Regions from separate parts of the Gossypium hirsutum genome. Here region 2 is linked to region 1. The links are chromatin contacts, called in public Hi-C maps. All regions are on one chromosome and are shown on one strand. Each heading gives the region's core, a stretch centred on a gene start, on an enhancer-like site or on the middle of the called end of the contact. The rest is flanking DNA. Distances are from core to core; before and after follow the strand shown.

What was found. A called contact is a pair of places that touch in the nucleus more often than the background predicts.
Region 2: a Hi-C map of hypocotyl shows a contact between it and region 1, with 4 times the contacts expected there. The contact joins the promoter of LOC107953056 here to the promoter of LOC107953094 in region 1. A contact is called at or near these places in 2 of 34 Hi-C or Micro-C datasets (hypocotyl and leaf).

The regions. Positions count from the first base shown.
Region 1 is chrA07:26,438,375-26,442,310 of Gossypium_hirsutum_v2.1, forward strand. It overlaps LOC107953094, which reads left to right and starts at 2,004. Exons shown (of 12, transcript XM_016888316.2): 1 at 2,004-3,204. The coding sequence starts at 2,691.
Region 2 is chrA07:26,622,096-26,626,031 of Gossypium_hirsutum_v2.1, forward strand. It overlaps LOC107953056 (fumarate hydratase 1, mitochondrial), which reads right to left and starts at 1,921. Exons shown (of 18, transcript XM_016888281.2): 1 at 1,580-1,921; 2 at 1,285-1,441; 3 at 1,045-1,162; 4 at 813-962; 5 at 595-705; 6 at 352-435. The coding sequence starts at 1,439. It overlaps LOC107953055 (kinesin-4-like), which reads right to left. Exons shown (of 19, transcript NM_001398630.1): 18 at 3,174-3,664; 19 at 2,770-3,091. The coding sequence ends at 2,959.

The sequences.
Region 1 (3,936 bases), core at 754-3,253:
TTAGAATATTTTAAAGTTTGAAGACTAATTTATAATTAGGTTTGTAGTTTAGGGATGTTTGGTACAAATAACTCATATCAAATTGACCATATGTATAAACATTTAAAGCTAACTTTTTTAAAATTTAAACCAAATTAAAAAATATATAAACATTAAGAATTAAATTCACCATTATATTAATTTTAAGAGAATGTATTATCTTTTGGTTAACTATATAACTGAAGCATAATTAAAGAAGAATTCAAAATTCAAAAATTGAAAATTGAAAATTTTTTATAATTGAGAAACCAAAATAGAAAGAATATAGTTTAGTTTCCTCATGCAAACCATTATTTGATAAAAATAAAAATTTTGATTTAATTAAGATACTTAACATTATTCGCGCCGGAACATGTGATCTCCATTCAGTAATTACTAAATATTGTCAAAGCACAAATAGTGATGGTCCAACAAAGATTCTATAACAAACCAACACACATTTACGGCACCGTTTAATATTTGGCTGCCCCTTTCTGTTTACAGCTAGCTCTCTCTCTCTCTCTCTCTCTCTCTCTCTCTCTCTCTCTCTCTCTCTCTCTCTCTCTAATGATTTGGCACGTGTGATTTGGAGTGAAGAAAAGAAAGCCCAAAAAGAAAAATGAATAATACCATATTTGGTCCCTGTATTTTGTTATATCATTTGATATGGTATATCCACTTTGAAAATGTCTATTTGGGTACTTTAAATATTACTTTGTAGGATGTCAGATGTCAATTTTTTATTAGAATTTTTAATTTCAAATAATAGAAGGAACCTCAAATTAAATAACTTGAAAATTGTTTTACCAAAAAATAAAAAATAAAACAAGTAGAGGATGAGAAAACAAATAGAATCCCAAGCTTGAAGGGATCTAAAAAAGAATAGTGCCAAATTGTGTTTAACTCCATGATTTAAAAAAAAAATCACGACTTTATTAACTTATACGATATATTTTCTCTTTCTTCGATATCTATAAATCACTAACTTGATTTATTATTTATTTATTTATTTCAAAATAGATGTTCTTTTTCTCTTCAATATTTCAATGATTGGTTTGTTCTGGTAATCGGATATAATTTAATTTTTAATTTATAAAAAATTACGTTCTACAAATTTTACAGATTTTTCAAATTTTGAAAACATCTTGATTCAAAAATTTAATCCCAGTCAAACATTAAAAAGTTGTTAAAAAGTTAAAAAACCAATTACAACAATAATATGTCAGCCTTGGAATGGATTCCATCTCCAATTAAGGGATATTATTGGTATAATATCGGTAAAAAGAAAAAAAAGTTTACAAGCAAGTTTAAATGATTAAAATAGATTAAATTTTTTATACAACACCTAAAATTAAGTATAATCTCTTAATCCATTCATAAATAAAAAGATAATTCACTTCAACATACAAACTTACATTCTATTGCATTAAAAACAGTATTTAAGTATTTACACGTAGACAATAAAATTTATTTATTTTTAAATAATACATTTAAAATGATTGTTGTTGTTAAATTAATTTAAATGTTGAATAACAAGTTTAACCCAGACTCAACGTGGCAATTAAGCCTTAAAAAACGCATGGATGGCACAGAATTATGGTAACAAAAACTAGAGAAAGCGAAAAAACAAAAAGGCATAATTCTTATTGTAATCCTCCTTCAAATGTTTTAGATTTAATTTGTATACTTTAATGAAATTATTTCTACAACATTATACTCTTACTATTGGATTAAGAGATTGTTGGTAGGAAAAATAATCTTAAACAGTTGTTAATTATTAAATGAATATGTTTAAATTCTAACTAAATTTTCTAGCTGCCTTAAGTGCACCAATAACCATAAAAGAACAATTAATAACGTCATCAAGTTGGATCTACCAGTATAGAATAAGATTAAATTTGAAATTCAACATAGTAAAGGACTAAAACCATAATTAGACCTAAAAAATCCTGACTTTTAAGCGAAGGCAGTTGAAATAAATGGATGGGTTTCACTTAAGATCACGGAGATTCTCCTTTACTTTGCTTCGTGATTCTCTTTCACTGTAAAACTAGAAATGCCGATTCTGTCTCTGTGTCTGACTCAGTCGACAAACCAAACCCCCTTGGAAAATGACTTATTACCCGTGATAATTCTCTGACTCTTCCCCCTATAAAAAATCTTTGTATTTCAATTATTTTTTATCCAATTTTAAAGCATAAAAAAAGATAAAAACATTTCTTACCTTTCACGAGATGTCTTTCTAACTTTGTTTGAATGCTTGGGGTTCTCTGCTCTGTTTCTTTTCTTTTTTTTTGTATAAATGAAGAGAATCGGGAGTCACATGTTGCGCTATGCTTTAAACTATTCCTACTATAATTCTTTTCTTCTATCCTTCTTAGCTTGAAGTTGGGGTCTTAGCTGCTTCTTTTTAGGTTTCTGGGTAATTTGTTAATAAAGTTGCAACCTATATAAAATTATTATTATTCTAATGGGGTCTTAATGATTTTTACTGTGTTGGGAATATTCAATTCAATACATTTTTTTGGTTGTCCTTTCTGGGTTTTGGATAATGTTCATTGGTGTTCTTGGAGAACTTCTTTGATCCTTGTCTCAGTTTCGCTACCATCTTTAATTTAATTCTATAGAAATATTTGGTTTTTTTTTTCTTTGAAGTTTTCGTTGAAAGAAAAATGAAGGGTTCTACTCTGTTTCAAGTATTAGCTATTTTATCCGTAATTGGGAGTGTTTTGAGCAAGGAGTGTACCAACACTCCAACTCAACTTTCATCGCATACTTTTCGTTACCAACTGTTGAAATCACATAACGAGACATGGAAACAAGAGATGTTTGCTCATTACCACTTGATCCCAACTGATGACTCCGCTTGGTCTGATTTATTACCAAGGAAAATCTTAAGACAAGAAGCTGATGAACTGAGTTGGTCAATGATGTATAAGAAAATGAAGAATCCTGGTAGTTTCAAGGTGGGTGGAGATTTCTTGAAGGAGATATCTCTGCATGACGTTAGATTGGATTCAGATTCGATTCAAGGAAGAGCACAAGAGACCAACTTGAAGTATTTATTGATGCTGGATGTGGATAATTTGGTTTGGAGTTTTAGGAAAACTGCAAATTTGCCAACGCCTGGGAAGCCATATGGAGGGTGGGAAGCCCCAGATATTGAGCTCCGTGGTCATTTTGTCGGTAATCATTGCTTTGCTTCCATTTCCATGCTGTCAAAAAAGCTATTAATTTACTGTCTTTTTGCATGCCATTGTAATTTATTATTAAATTATGTTATTCTGATGCGGAAACATTTAATTCAACTACTTTTTGCTCATTTAGAAGGGGATTCTCTATAACCTTTGCTCATTCAACTTCTGTTTTATTACTCTTCTCTCTTGTCTAAAGGAGCCCCTTAATCTTGACTGGAAAGAATTCTGGCCTGATCTATGTTTCTCATAGTCGAATGCGAGTGTTTGATACGGCTATAAGTCCAACACGGGTATGGTCAGACATTTTTAAGTTTCTTCATGTATGAATTCTCGGAGATCACATACCATTCCCATGTGTTGGACACGAGTACTTAAACAAAAATGAAGTCGGAGCAACATAGCATCTAATCCATATACATCACTTGCTCCTTTTCTAGCCTTTGAGCATACTTAGTAAAAGCATTAATTCTACTCTATTCATACCTTTAGGTATCCATTGCAGCCAAAGAAATTCATGATACTACAATCCGATATGTTAGTTCCAAATTTCACTTGACAGTCTGATAATCTCTCCATTGATCCATTTATTTATATGGTTCACTAGTCTACCACCCCTGCTAAATCGCAAGTAGAAACTTTGTTGGGACCTTAAAAGTTAATTCAGGTTATATAACCATTTATAAGCCGTTCAAGATCAAACATTAATTGACATGATCTATGA
Region 2 (3,936 bases), core at 671-3,170, 180 kb after region 1:
AGAGAGAGAGAGAGAGAGTCAAAAGCAAATCACAATGGTTCACCAAGAAGAGGCGATAATATTATAAAGACTATAAAAGAAAACATCATTGACAAGAGTGTTGTTAACATAAGGAATCAAAGAGCCAAAGAGTTAGAACTCAAATAAAAAGATATTGGCATTGACAATCAGGCATGGCCAGAAAAATCCCTTTCAGACAGTAGATGCCGATGTTGCAACAGAAGTCAATAAGGATGTGAGGGAAACAAAGGCATAAAAAGGCAAAGATCTCCATCAGAAAAAAGTTAAGAGTAAGAGACATCATACATAAATAACACTATAATGTAGAGGCAAAAGCAAAGCAAAGTAAACCTTTGAATGTAAAGTAGAATGCAAAATTTTCAATTTTGGTATTAATCTTGAGTTTATTTCCATAGCAGCTGCAATGTGCATTACCTGGAGAAAGAAGAAAATGTAGCATAAGTAAAGAGGCAGCTCAAAACTTACCGTGCTAAGCTGAGGACACATAAGTTGGCCTAGTTGAATTCTTGGATTTTTGAAAGATTAATCTAAAGAAGGAAGAAACCAACAAGTTAGACGGTAATTTCAGCTTACAGTGGGGAATGTGTCGTTAGAAGATTGAGATCTGTTCACATGATCATTTGGGTGCACAAACTTTTCACCACGCTGATGTCCAAGGATCTCAGCTGCTCTATTAGCAATTACCTGGAAATTTCCAGAATCGCAAATTAAGCTATAAATTTACTGTAAAAATGATTCTCACATGACAAAAATATCTATTCAACTAATGAATACAAAAAAGTTGCAAAGACCTCATTGGCATTCATGTTACTCTGGGTGCCACTACCAGTTTGCCAAACGACAAGCGGAAAGTGATCGTTGAGTTTTCCTTCGGCTACTTCTTCAGCTGCTTGCATTATGGCTTTCCCAATGGTTGGATCAAGACCATATTCCATGTTAACCTAAATGAAGAAAACAATTAACATATGCAAACACTTAAAAATTGAGAACTATTTGGGTTCAGTGATCAGATCAGAGATGAACCTTGGCAGCACATTTCTTGAGAACACCAAAGGCCCGAATAATAGGTTCAGGCATCCGTTCACGCTCTCCCCCAATTTCAAAATTCTGTAACGATCTCTGAGTCTGCGCTCCCCACAATCTAAAAACGCAGTGACAGCACAAGCAACAAGTATAACTACTTCCCTCTTCTATTCAAAACTTCTTTTTTAATGGTGCGAATTAAAACACACACACACAATGTGATGAGAGGGAAAGACGAACTTATCGGAGGGGACGTTAATGGGGCCAAACGTGTCTCGTTCCTCCCTAAAAGACGTGAAGAAGGATCTCCAGCAGGTGGCATAACGGAGAGAGGTGACCAGCTGGGAGGTGGTGGATCCAGCGGAGAGTCGCCGAGATACGATATACATCGCCATTTCTTACTTCAAAAAAAAAAAAGAACTTTAATCCAACGTAATAACAATAAACCAACAAAACATTCAAGATCAAGTTTTTCAAACAAAGTGAACTGTAAAAAATAAAATAAAATAATTGTCGAAAAAGAGAAGGAATAAACCTCAGATCAAAGAAAGGGCTTAGTAACGAGGGTGCGGTAGTCGAGAAGGGCGGAGATAGGGTATGGAGTACAGTTGGCGCCGGAGTTGTCGGGGAATCTCTGGCTTTTCTGGAGTTTCGGAGGGTAAGCAAAGCAGCCAATGAGGAGCTGCCAAAGCAAGCCTAATAAAAGTGAGAATGGTTTGATGGGTAGCTTGGTCTTGGGCTGCGGTATGGGTCAAAGGTGGGCTGTCACGACTTTATTCAACGGAGATCTGTCATTTTCATTCGGTTTGCCGATAGCTATTACTAATCCCTCACGCCAAAGGAGAATGGACCTAACCTCTCCCAAATTCTAGAATAAGAGTCATGAATGGGCTTTGTTCCTATGACTTTATCATGGGTTCTATTATTCTAACTTCTACCTCTTATAAAAAAGGATTTGATTAGTCCCCTCTGCTGCAACACCTTCTGCCGTCCATGTTGCCTGCTGCCTAGCAATCGAACCAGATGGCTTCCATGTTACTTTTTGAGTTTGATTGGTATAACATGATTGCTCCTCGTGTCTAATCGTATTGAATATCAGGATATTTGCTCCTTTCGTCATTGCTTCTCTCTTTTGTTCAGTAATGAAGTTACAATTAAATGGCTAAGAATGCCAAACTTGGTTTTTTGTTTAAAGGACTCATTCGCTACAATACCTGCTTGCTCTTCTTGATTCATGTAAAAAGGATTACACGGGGAAGAGTATTTGAAATAAAAGTAATATAAAGGCCCTGTAATATAATAATATTGCATTTTGCTCTGCTTAAAAAATAAATAAATTAGTAGAGTGACTCATTTAGGATCATTTTGCATTTTGACGCAATACATAAATAAAGATTAATTTGTTCATTTACCAATCTGACTCCTATTACAGCCTGTGACAATTACATATTATTTTCATGTCAGCTTTTGGAATTTGTAACATAATTACATGAATACAGAGACTGATCCTTTTGTCTCGGTTTGCAGAAAGTAGCATAAGCTCAGACATAACTTGAAAACAACTCAAAAAGGACATCTTCAACCCAAACTAATTGTATGGTAATTGCAGAGCCATTGCAATAAGACTTTTAATTCTCTCAAACACTGAAGAAAAGCAGTCTTTACACAAAAACCCAAGGCAGGACGCATCATCTGCACAACTTGTCCTTAATAAACAAATATGCAACTGGAATTATTGCTGAGTTTTAACTATACCATAAAAAAAATTACAATGAAAGAAAAAGGTTATCTGTATATTCAACACATTTCTCTCTCTCACTCTCTAAAAAATATAAGAGGCAAAAAGAAATTAAAAAAAGAAGAAGAAAAGAATCAGAAATCACTCCAACGTGGTTATAATGGTGTATAAAGTTGTTATTTTCTACTCCCAGTTCTGCGTTTCCCGTCAGCAGCTGGTGGCTGCCTCATATTTCGATGCAAAGGTTGGCCAGCTCCATTTGCTAGTTTCCTAGACGGTGATGGCCCTGACATAGGATGTAGATTTTTGCTGCAGATAATTAACCAGCTTTTTAGTAACATGTCGACAAACTTACAATGATGGCAACATGAGAATGTATGTATTAGCTTACCTCATATCTGGGTTTCTTGCTGATTTTGGAGTGGGTCTCTTGGTCTTGGACTCAATCCCATTGGTTATGCTGCTAAGTTTGGTCGAATTGAATTGCCAGAGCAAATCAGGCTCGGACGAGTCACTGGTTGCAACATCAATATCATCTATGTCATCAGCACTGGCCATATTGAATCCATTAGCCCCCAAGAACATATTATATGATTTTTCTGGATAAATCTTTGAAGAATCGTGGAGATATTTCTGGTAAAAGACATCAGACAAGTTCCCATTTTCTGCTTCCCAACATCCTAGAGGGCTTCCCACTCTGTTAATGGTATCTTGCTTGTTCACCATAACCTTATCCACCCACTCACCCGAGCCTAATTCTTTCTCATCATCCCTGAAGTTTTGGGCAGGACTGACAACGGGAGGCCAGGGAGGTGAATTTGCTAATAGCTCATCAAGATCAACGCTTTGCCTCTTTTGCCTCAATGCAGAGTTAGTGCACACCTGCAAAAGCAGACAAGTCAAGCTTTCTAGGGCATCTCAAACAAACCCAACTCATTGAATTGCTAAAATTATTCATGAAATTTGGGAAGCAATTCCAGAAAATATATAAGCACTGTAGATTTTCTTCCCATCAATTAGCTTTAAGGAGAGAAAAGATAATTTTGCACAATTGAATTAGTATTATGCCACTATAGCCACTTTCAGTCACTGGAATGCATATTATTACCATGAAATTCTGAATTCAATGAAGACATTCACACATTAGTATTCAT